Linked DNA regions of Mus musculus: region 2 is linked to region 1. A link is a contact called in public Hi-C data. All regions are on one chromosome and are shown on one strand. Each heading gives the region's core, a stretch centred on a gene start, on an enhancer-like site or on the middle of the called end of the contact. The rest is flanking DNA. Distances are from core to core; before and after follow the strand shown. Region 1 holds the start of Eif2s2 (eukaryotic translation initiation factor 2, subunit 2 (beta)). Region 2 holds the start of a (nonagouti).

What was found. Hi-C and Micro-C count contacts between places; a contact is called where the count stands out from the background.
Region 2: a Hi-C map of uterus shows a contact between it and region 1, with 3 times the contacts expected there. The contact joins the promoter of a here to the promoter of Eif2s2 in region 1. A contact is called at or near these places in 3 of 39 promoter capture datasets (cranial neural crest, frontonasal cranial neural crest and second pharyngeal arch cranial neural crest), 1 of 484 Hi-C or Micro-C datasets (uterus) and 5 of 115 datasets of contacts at active chromatin or transcription factors (bone marrow-derived macrophages, effector CD8 T cells, embryonic stem cells and 1 more).

Annotation. Positions count from the first base shown.
Region 1 is chr2:154,891,178-154,894,902 of GRCm38.p6, reverse strand. It overlaps Eif2s2 (eukaryotic translation initiation factor 2, subunit 2 (beta)), which reads left to right and starts at 1,997. Exons shown (of 9, transcript NM_026030.2): 1 at 1,997-2,213. The coding sequence starts at 2,199.
Region 2 is chr2:155,011,912-155,015,636 of GRCm38.p6, reverse strand. It overlaps a (nonagouti), which reads right to left and starts at 2,067. Exons shown (of 4, transcript NM_015770.3): 1 at 1,996-2,067.

The DNA.
Region 1 (3,725 bases), core at 748-3,247:
ATTCATTAATCTTAGAAGCCAGGGTCAAGGGCTTCCCGTCCTTGCCACAGTTCCTATTTTAGTCTCTTGTATAGTCTACCTTCTCCTTAGGCCATTGTAAATACGTGTGTATGGGTGTAACTCTGCTATAGTATCTATTCTGGTTTCTCCTTTGGTCTGAAACTTCCTTCTTTTTAAGTGATGGTAAATTCCTGTGTAAGGGAGTGACTTAGCTTTTACAATCTTGCTGAATTCTAAACCCTTGATCTTGGTCAAGGATGCCCTTGGACTGTTGGAACACTGGCGGAAGGCTTTAGCCATGTCAGAGCACTTATAGGAAAATACTGAAAGAGAGCACACGTGGATCCAACTCTAGACTAGTGCGGTAATGGAACTCGGGAATGAAAAATTAATGTATGGGTAGAGAACACTAGACTCCAGGAGGAGAGCTTCCTTGAAACTCTTTTGCCTCATGAGTGACTTTTAAGCCTTTCGGCTTGTCCAGTTGACTCGACCAGAGAGCGTAGCAAGGTTTTCTCTGACTCTGTTGCCTGCCTCTGGGATCCTTTCCCAGAGGCTAGGTGGGCTGCCTCACCCAGCCTTAATAGGATAAGATGCCTCTGGTCTTACTGCAACGAGTCATGCCAGGGCAGGTTGATATCAATGGAAGGCCTCCCCTTTCTGAAGAGAAATAGAGGATGAGTGAATGGGGGGTAGGGGCTGGGAGGAGAAGAAACTGTGGTCAAGATGTAAAGTATATTAATCAATTAATTGATTAATTTAAAAAGATAAAATCTTATGTAGTCCAGGCTGGTTATGAAATTCTGATATTCATGCCTCTACTTCTCAAGAGCTAGGATGGTAAGTGCTACCACACCCAGCTCAGACAGACCATTTTGTAATTCCAGTAGACCAAAACAAAGACAAACTCAGTAATCAGGTATGAATACAAAAATCAATCAAGAAGAACATTTTGCCAACTACAAAAATCACTAAGTACTTTCCCCATCTCTTCTAACGTGAGGGCTTTTTTTCACTAATCATAGATTAATCCTCACTTGATTCTTTTTATGCAAGAAGCATTAAAAACTTGATAATTACTCTCATCTCCTGATAGCATCTACTTACTTGAGCAGTCCCTTCAGTCACCTGAGTGGATCACCTGACGCCCCAGCTGAGCATTCTTTCAAACAGTGGGGCTTTGCAGTTCCCTGTGGTTACAAACACAGGTGTTTTTTTGTTGTTTTGTTTTTTAACTACAAGCGCATACTCCGAGGCCTTCCTAAATGGCAGCTGTATCTCCCCAGGGAAAATAGATGATACATCCAGAATTGTCTAGCAAAGACTCCATAAACAAGGAGTCATGTACCATATAAGGAAGCTTTAGTCAAAAAAGGACACATAATTAATAGTCCCAGATGATTATATCGCCTAGGACGTTGTAGTGTCTTTACTTATATGGTATGAAGTTCGTCAACAAGTTAATTACCTACTCTACACATTTCTCAACATAGCCCCTTTATTGAGCTAGTTAAGACTATTTCGAAGCTTCCTGACAGACTGTAGCTTGCTGGGCTGTTTCTCCTCAGAGGACGGCTTCGTTCCTCGGTCTAACTATGGAAAACCAGGGAAGAATCTTCTGAAGTAAAAAGCTAGAAGGTTAAACTTCTCACGAAGTGAAACGCTTCTACTGAGGTGCATTCCTCGAATACTAGACCGATTCTAGGGGAAAGCGTGAACTCAGCTCCACGGGTTCATATTAGGGTTTCCACTAAGTTAAACCTGAAAAATGGCCCCAAATTCACTTTACAAGCAACACAGCACTTTTCGAACCTCTTAGGTAACCAGCAGCACAAGAACCCGAACATCCTGACATGTTTAAAACAGTCGTGCACGCCCTCGAAACTCCCGAAGCGCACAAGCGCCGGTCTTTTCTAGCCAAACTACAAGTCCCAGTATGCCCGGCGCCGGGGAGTCGCCGAATAACTCGCGCCACGAGAAGCACGTAAGGTTGGCTTTACTGTACGCCTGCGCTTTGGCGAGCTCTGCGCAGGCGCACTTCCAACGTTTGAGAGGAGGGCGGGGTGTCGCTCCCTTTCGCTGATGCAAGAGCCTAGTGCGGTGCTGTGAGAAGTATCGGTGGGAGCTACGCTGACTCCGGGCCGTGAAGCCGACCGGTTTGACTTTTCATCCCTGCCGAACCCGCTCGAACTACAGCCATGTCCGGGGACGAGGTGAGAGGCTGAGCTGGAGTTAGGGCTAAGGACTGAGGCAGGAAGCCGAACCCACACCTGTGTGAGAAGCCGGGCCTGCGGCCTAGCTGTAGCCGGCCGCCATGTGGAGCAGCCCGGCCTAGGCGTCCCGGAGCTGTGGAGCCGGCGAGGACTCTGGATCCTCAGACTTGGTCTCCCTCGGCTCTCCTCAGGGCGGCGGCGAGGCCTGTCTCCCACGGTGATCGGCGTTTCGGAATGGAGAGCGTGTTGAGCCGTCCTCTCGGAAAGGGGTTGAATGCCGAGTTAGTTTGCCCGGCCGCCCCGGCATTCCTTTCCTCACACACATAGCCGCCTCGGCTCTCACGGCTGAGGGGTCAGGGTGCCCTGCGAGGCCCCTCTCGGTTCCGGTGGAGCACCGAGGTTAAAACTTTGTAGGCTGCCTTTTCCGGGCGGATATCTCGCTCCCGTTTCCCGCTCGAGGCCTTATTTCTTAAGACAGGAACCCAAAGAGCCAGAGGAGAAGATATTTTAAGTCTCAGGAAGTGACCACCTTTCGAGAAAAGTTTTCGGGCCCGAGTCCCAAAGTTTCCTTTACAGGCGAGGTGAGCAGGAAGGTCCGGCTGTGAAACTGACTGGGTTTGGATCTCAGAATTTTTCAAGCCCCGTCCCCCGTTTTATTGTGTCTTTTTTTTTTCTTTTAAATCTTTTTGGGTTTTGCCTTTTCCAGATTTATCCTAGTTCACATACCATTAAATGACTTTAAAGAAAAAAGAGTGGTCTTGGCTTAGATATTGCTTAGCATTGGGCCTAGAAGCCTAATCCTAGCCCCAAGGAAGTACTTTACGAAGAATTTGTGACTTACTTGACTTACAGGCCTAGGGGAGGGGTAAGAGGAATAGTTGAAGGTTCTGTGCAGAGTTGGCTTTTGAATGGGCTCTAGAAATGATCAGAATTTTCTCAACCAATGAGAAAACTGATCACAAGGCGTTTATGGTCAAGAAGGGAGAAAGTGCATAGAAAGTGAAGTATTCACTAGTTTGGTTGAAGTAGATGCTGGTTAGTTTATGGAGGACTTAGGTAACTACATTAAGGAATTAGAGATTTGTTTCATGGGAACTAGTTCTAGTTTAAGTTGGTTTCCAGGGTTCAGTAAAATAAATTCCTGTAAGTCCATTTTAGAGATGAGCCAATTGGAGCTTAGAGTTGTACAGTGCCTCTAATAAAATTCCAAGTGCCTGAGCTAGTAATAGAATCCCAGCTCTGTGCAGTATGCCTTCATCTAAATGACTAGGAGGCTCTTGCAAACTCACTAAACTCTGGAAGAGATAGATGTTTCTTGCTTGAAAGACACGTTAGACATTGCTCTTTGCTACTGCATTATGTGTTAGAAAAGTTCAGAAAGTGTTTAGCCTTTATTTCTACTCACGTTCCAGACTTAAAAATAACTACCTATATACAGCTGTGGTGTTCTGTGGTAAAGTGCTTATGGGTAGTAAGAGGTAATAGATAACACATGTAGTAACCAAACTTCGT
Region 2 (3,725 bases), core at 818-3,317, 120 kb before region 1:
TAGACTTCTGAAATTCTAAGATTAGAATTACTTACAAGAAGAAGTGGGGAATGAAGAATGAAAAATTACTGGCCTCTTGTAAGAACATGAATTTTTTACCTCGGAGCCCACCCCCTCCCATCTAGAGATTGTTCCCAGAACACTCCTAAACTTTTCACCCCAAAACTCCTCACCCTAAAGTTCGAACCCTCCCAACTAAAAACTGTTCCAAGAACATTTTTGAGATAAAGGCCTCCTGGAACAACCTCAAAATGAACCAGGTACTCCTTAGTTACGTAGGTTCCTTGATAGGACATGACTCCTTAGTTACGTAGATTCCTTTGGCAGAACTCCCTAGTGATGTAAACTTGTACTTTTCCTGCCCAGTTCTCCCCCTTTGAGTTTTACTATATAAGCCTGTGAAAAATTTTGGCTGACTGTCGAGACTCCTCTACCCTGTGCTAAGGTGTATGAGTTTCGACCCCAGAGCTCTGTGTGCTTCCATGTTGCTGCTTTATTTCGACCCCAGAGCTCTGGTCTGTGTGCTTTCATGTTGCTGCCTTATTAAATCTTACCTTCTACATTTTATGTATGGTCTCAGTGTCTTCTTGGGTACGCGGCTGTCCCGGGACTTGAGTGTCTGAGTAAGGGTCTCACTTCGGGGGTCTTTTATTTGGTGCATTGGCCGGGAATTCGAAAATCTTTCAAGGCAAGTACCCTATCGACAGAGCTGTGGAACAGCCTCTCTCAATTCCTTTCACTTGGAGGGTGTTGTGAACTCCCTAAGTGTGGCCGAAGTCAGTGATCTTCTCAGCAGCTTCCACAACTTTAAAGCAGAAGGAGGGAGGAGGCTTGGATGGCAGATGCAATTTCCTGCTGGAAAGAATCAAGTCAGAACCGAAGAGAGTCGGCTGAGCAAACCTTCAGAATACACACGAGACCTCTGGGGACAGCATGAGCGCCACCAGAGCACTGGATGCTGGGGCTGAGATGCTCTTGGTCCATAAGATCTCCCTCAAACAAAGAAAACCAAGCGTGACATTAATGTGTCCTCCATTCAGCCACCCACGCCTCTCCAAAGCAAACAGTGGAACAAATATCCAACGTCACTGAGACACAGCAGACTCAGCCACAGTTGCAGGCATCACTCAAGCTTCCATCTAATGGACATTTAGTCGAACTGGGTATCAAGTCTAAAAATATTCAACACATATAAAGGCAAAGGCAGGTTGCAATAAATGACATTTGGGTGATTGGCTTTTACTGTAATGAGTACAAAGTGAACTAATTTAATCAGACAGATGGATTCCTAAGTGCTAAATTTTGATCTGTATGAATGGGTTGAACACAGATCCTACAAGCAACTCTGAAGAAAATATAAAGCAGCATTCCAGTGTGACTCTGGGTCAAAGTTGACACCAAGGAGTTCTTCTGAGAATACTATGCTTTTTATGGTTTTACTGCTAGGGAATGGCAAAGCAGGGTAAAGAGAACTGGGGGTTGCAGGGGAGATACTTGGCTAGTCAGCAAAATGTTGCTTACATCCTCAGTGTTAATCTCTTAACAGCTCTGACCTCCATCTGTGAATCAAATAGACCCGTTTAACTTTCCAAGAAACGAGGAAGAACTTCTTTCCACATCTGGAAGCAAAGTTGCCAACTGAATTCCTACGCATCCCACAAAAGAGTAAAGGCCATCTAACCAAGGAAGCTTGCCGCAAGCTGTTGTTTGCTACTTAAAATGTAAGAACAAGAGAACAACTGGTCATTCTATAAACATTATTCCAAATTTCACTCTGTCTCAAGAGCAAGATGCTGATAGATTCACGTTGAAAAGGAGTGAAAAGCAGCAAGCAGGAGAGAAGAGCATATTCCACAGTACAGTTCAAGTTAGGACCAGGGTTTGTGTTATAGCCAGGTCTCCCGCAGCCCAGGCTACCTGAAAGGGAACCATACAGAAGGAGGAGATAGAACCCCAAAGCCAACAAAACCGAGACAACAGGTTCCTCCTACTTACAGCACAAGTGACTCTACTCCGCATCAGCTCCCCTAAGGGAAGCCAGGCCAGAATGTCTTTCCTGTCCTTGAATGGCAGAGGCAAGGAGCATTGCTGTGAGACATTTTTAAAGACCCCCAGAAGTCCCTGGTAGCTGCCTTCCCCATCTTACCCCTTTGCTTTCAGCCCAGTAGGTTCAGACTCGTCCCAGAGGCCACAAGTTTTGTGGTCTGCGCTCCCTATATTTCTCCCGAGTCTTAGGAACTGAAATTGGTGTTGACATGGAGGTTAGGGGAGGATGGAAGAGAAGGGGATGCACTGAGGTTACTCTATAGAAAGAGTTAATGAGGATTTAATTCAGAATTAACCCCAGGGGACACAGAGAAACCTAGGCCTAGTAACTTGACCTGGAAAAACAAATCCCATCAAGGCACGGCTTAATTGAACTTCCCTGGGAGAGTCTGGGTGGGCTAAGGAACAGTTGGTAGAGAAACTAAGCCAACTGGGTAGGCAGATGGCTGAGGCCTGGCCTGCACGATTGGTAGACTCTCTTAGGGAATTACCAATATTGGTCTCATAATTTTCAAATTTCTCAAATTTTCACCACCGGAAGGAGCGGTTCTTGAGCTGACTCTGAAGGATTAGGCTGCGGCTCTCCGCTCTTCTCTGGGTTTTTCCTTGAACAAGCTAAAATTTATAAGGTCACAATTTATGACCCTCTGGATGATGTGAATCCTTTTGTTTGTTTGTTTGTTTGTTTGTTTGTTTGTTTGTTTGTTTGTTGAGACAGTGTCTTATGTAGCTCAGGCTAGACCAAAGGTGGCTTTTACTCCAGATTCTCCTGATCCTGCTTTTATCTCCAATGTGCTGGGATTACAGGCATTAGCACAGGATAGATGTGGACTACAAACATGTATATATGTGTGTGTGTGTGTGTGTGTGTGTGTGTGTGTGTGTGTGTATGTGTGTTTGTATCTGTGACTCTCTCTCTCTCTCTCTCTCTCTCTCTCTCTCTCTCTCTCTCTCTCTCTCTCTCTCTCTCTCTCTCTCAGATCTTTGAGACACTGAACAGGGATCTTGCCAGTTTAGCTAGTCTGACTGGCCAGGCCAGTAAATCCCAGGCATCCTCTTGTTTCTGATTCCCATGGTGCCATGGTAACAGATGTGCACCGGCACAGCCAGCCTCACAGGTGTTGGGAATCTGAACTGGGGTCTTCTTGCTTGGAAAATTGTCTGCTCAACATCCATACCCCCTTTCCAAGACTGTCCTAGGCTGTCCCCAAACTCCCCGTGTCCCCGAGAATGATCTCCTTGAACTCAGCCATGGCTCCCTGTCTTTTCTTTACATTTTTCTGGAAACATTGCATATAGCTATATTGTGTACACACACACACACACACTTTGCTGAAATTTGCTGATTTTCTCTTTGCTGAAAATTTAGTAGAACTTATCAATCTAGATTGATCAGAGTACATTATTTACAATATAGCCTATTACTCAATTTATTTTAAGGTTTTTCTTCCTTCTATCTACTTCTCACGGTTTCCACATTTGTTGGCTTGAGATTGTCTGCATATTTAAACTCTTTATTACCTATCATAGGATGTCTAGCAGTCTGAGGCAGGACGCCAGGAGCAAGAGTCTTCTGTTTGTTTGACTTTTCATTTTGTGAAACAGGATTTCGTTCTGTGACCCGAGCTGTTGGAGAACTCACTTGTAAAGCTCTGGCCCGTGCTGAGATTACAGATGTG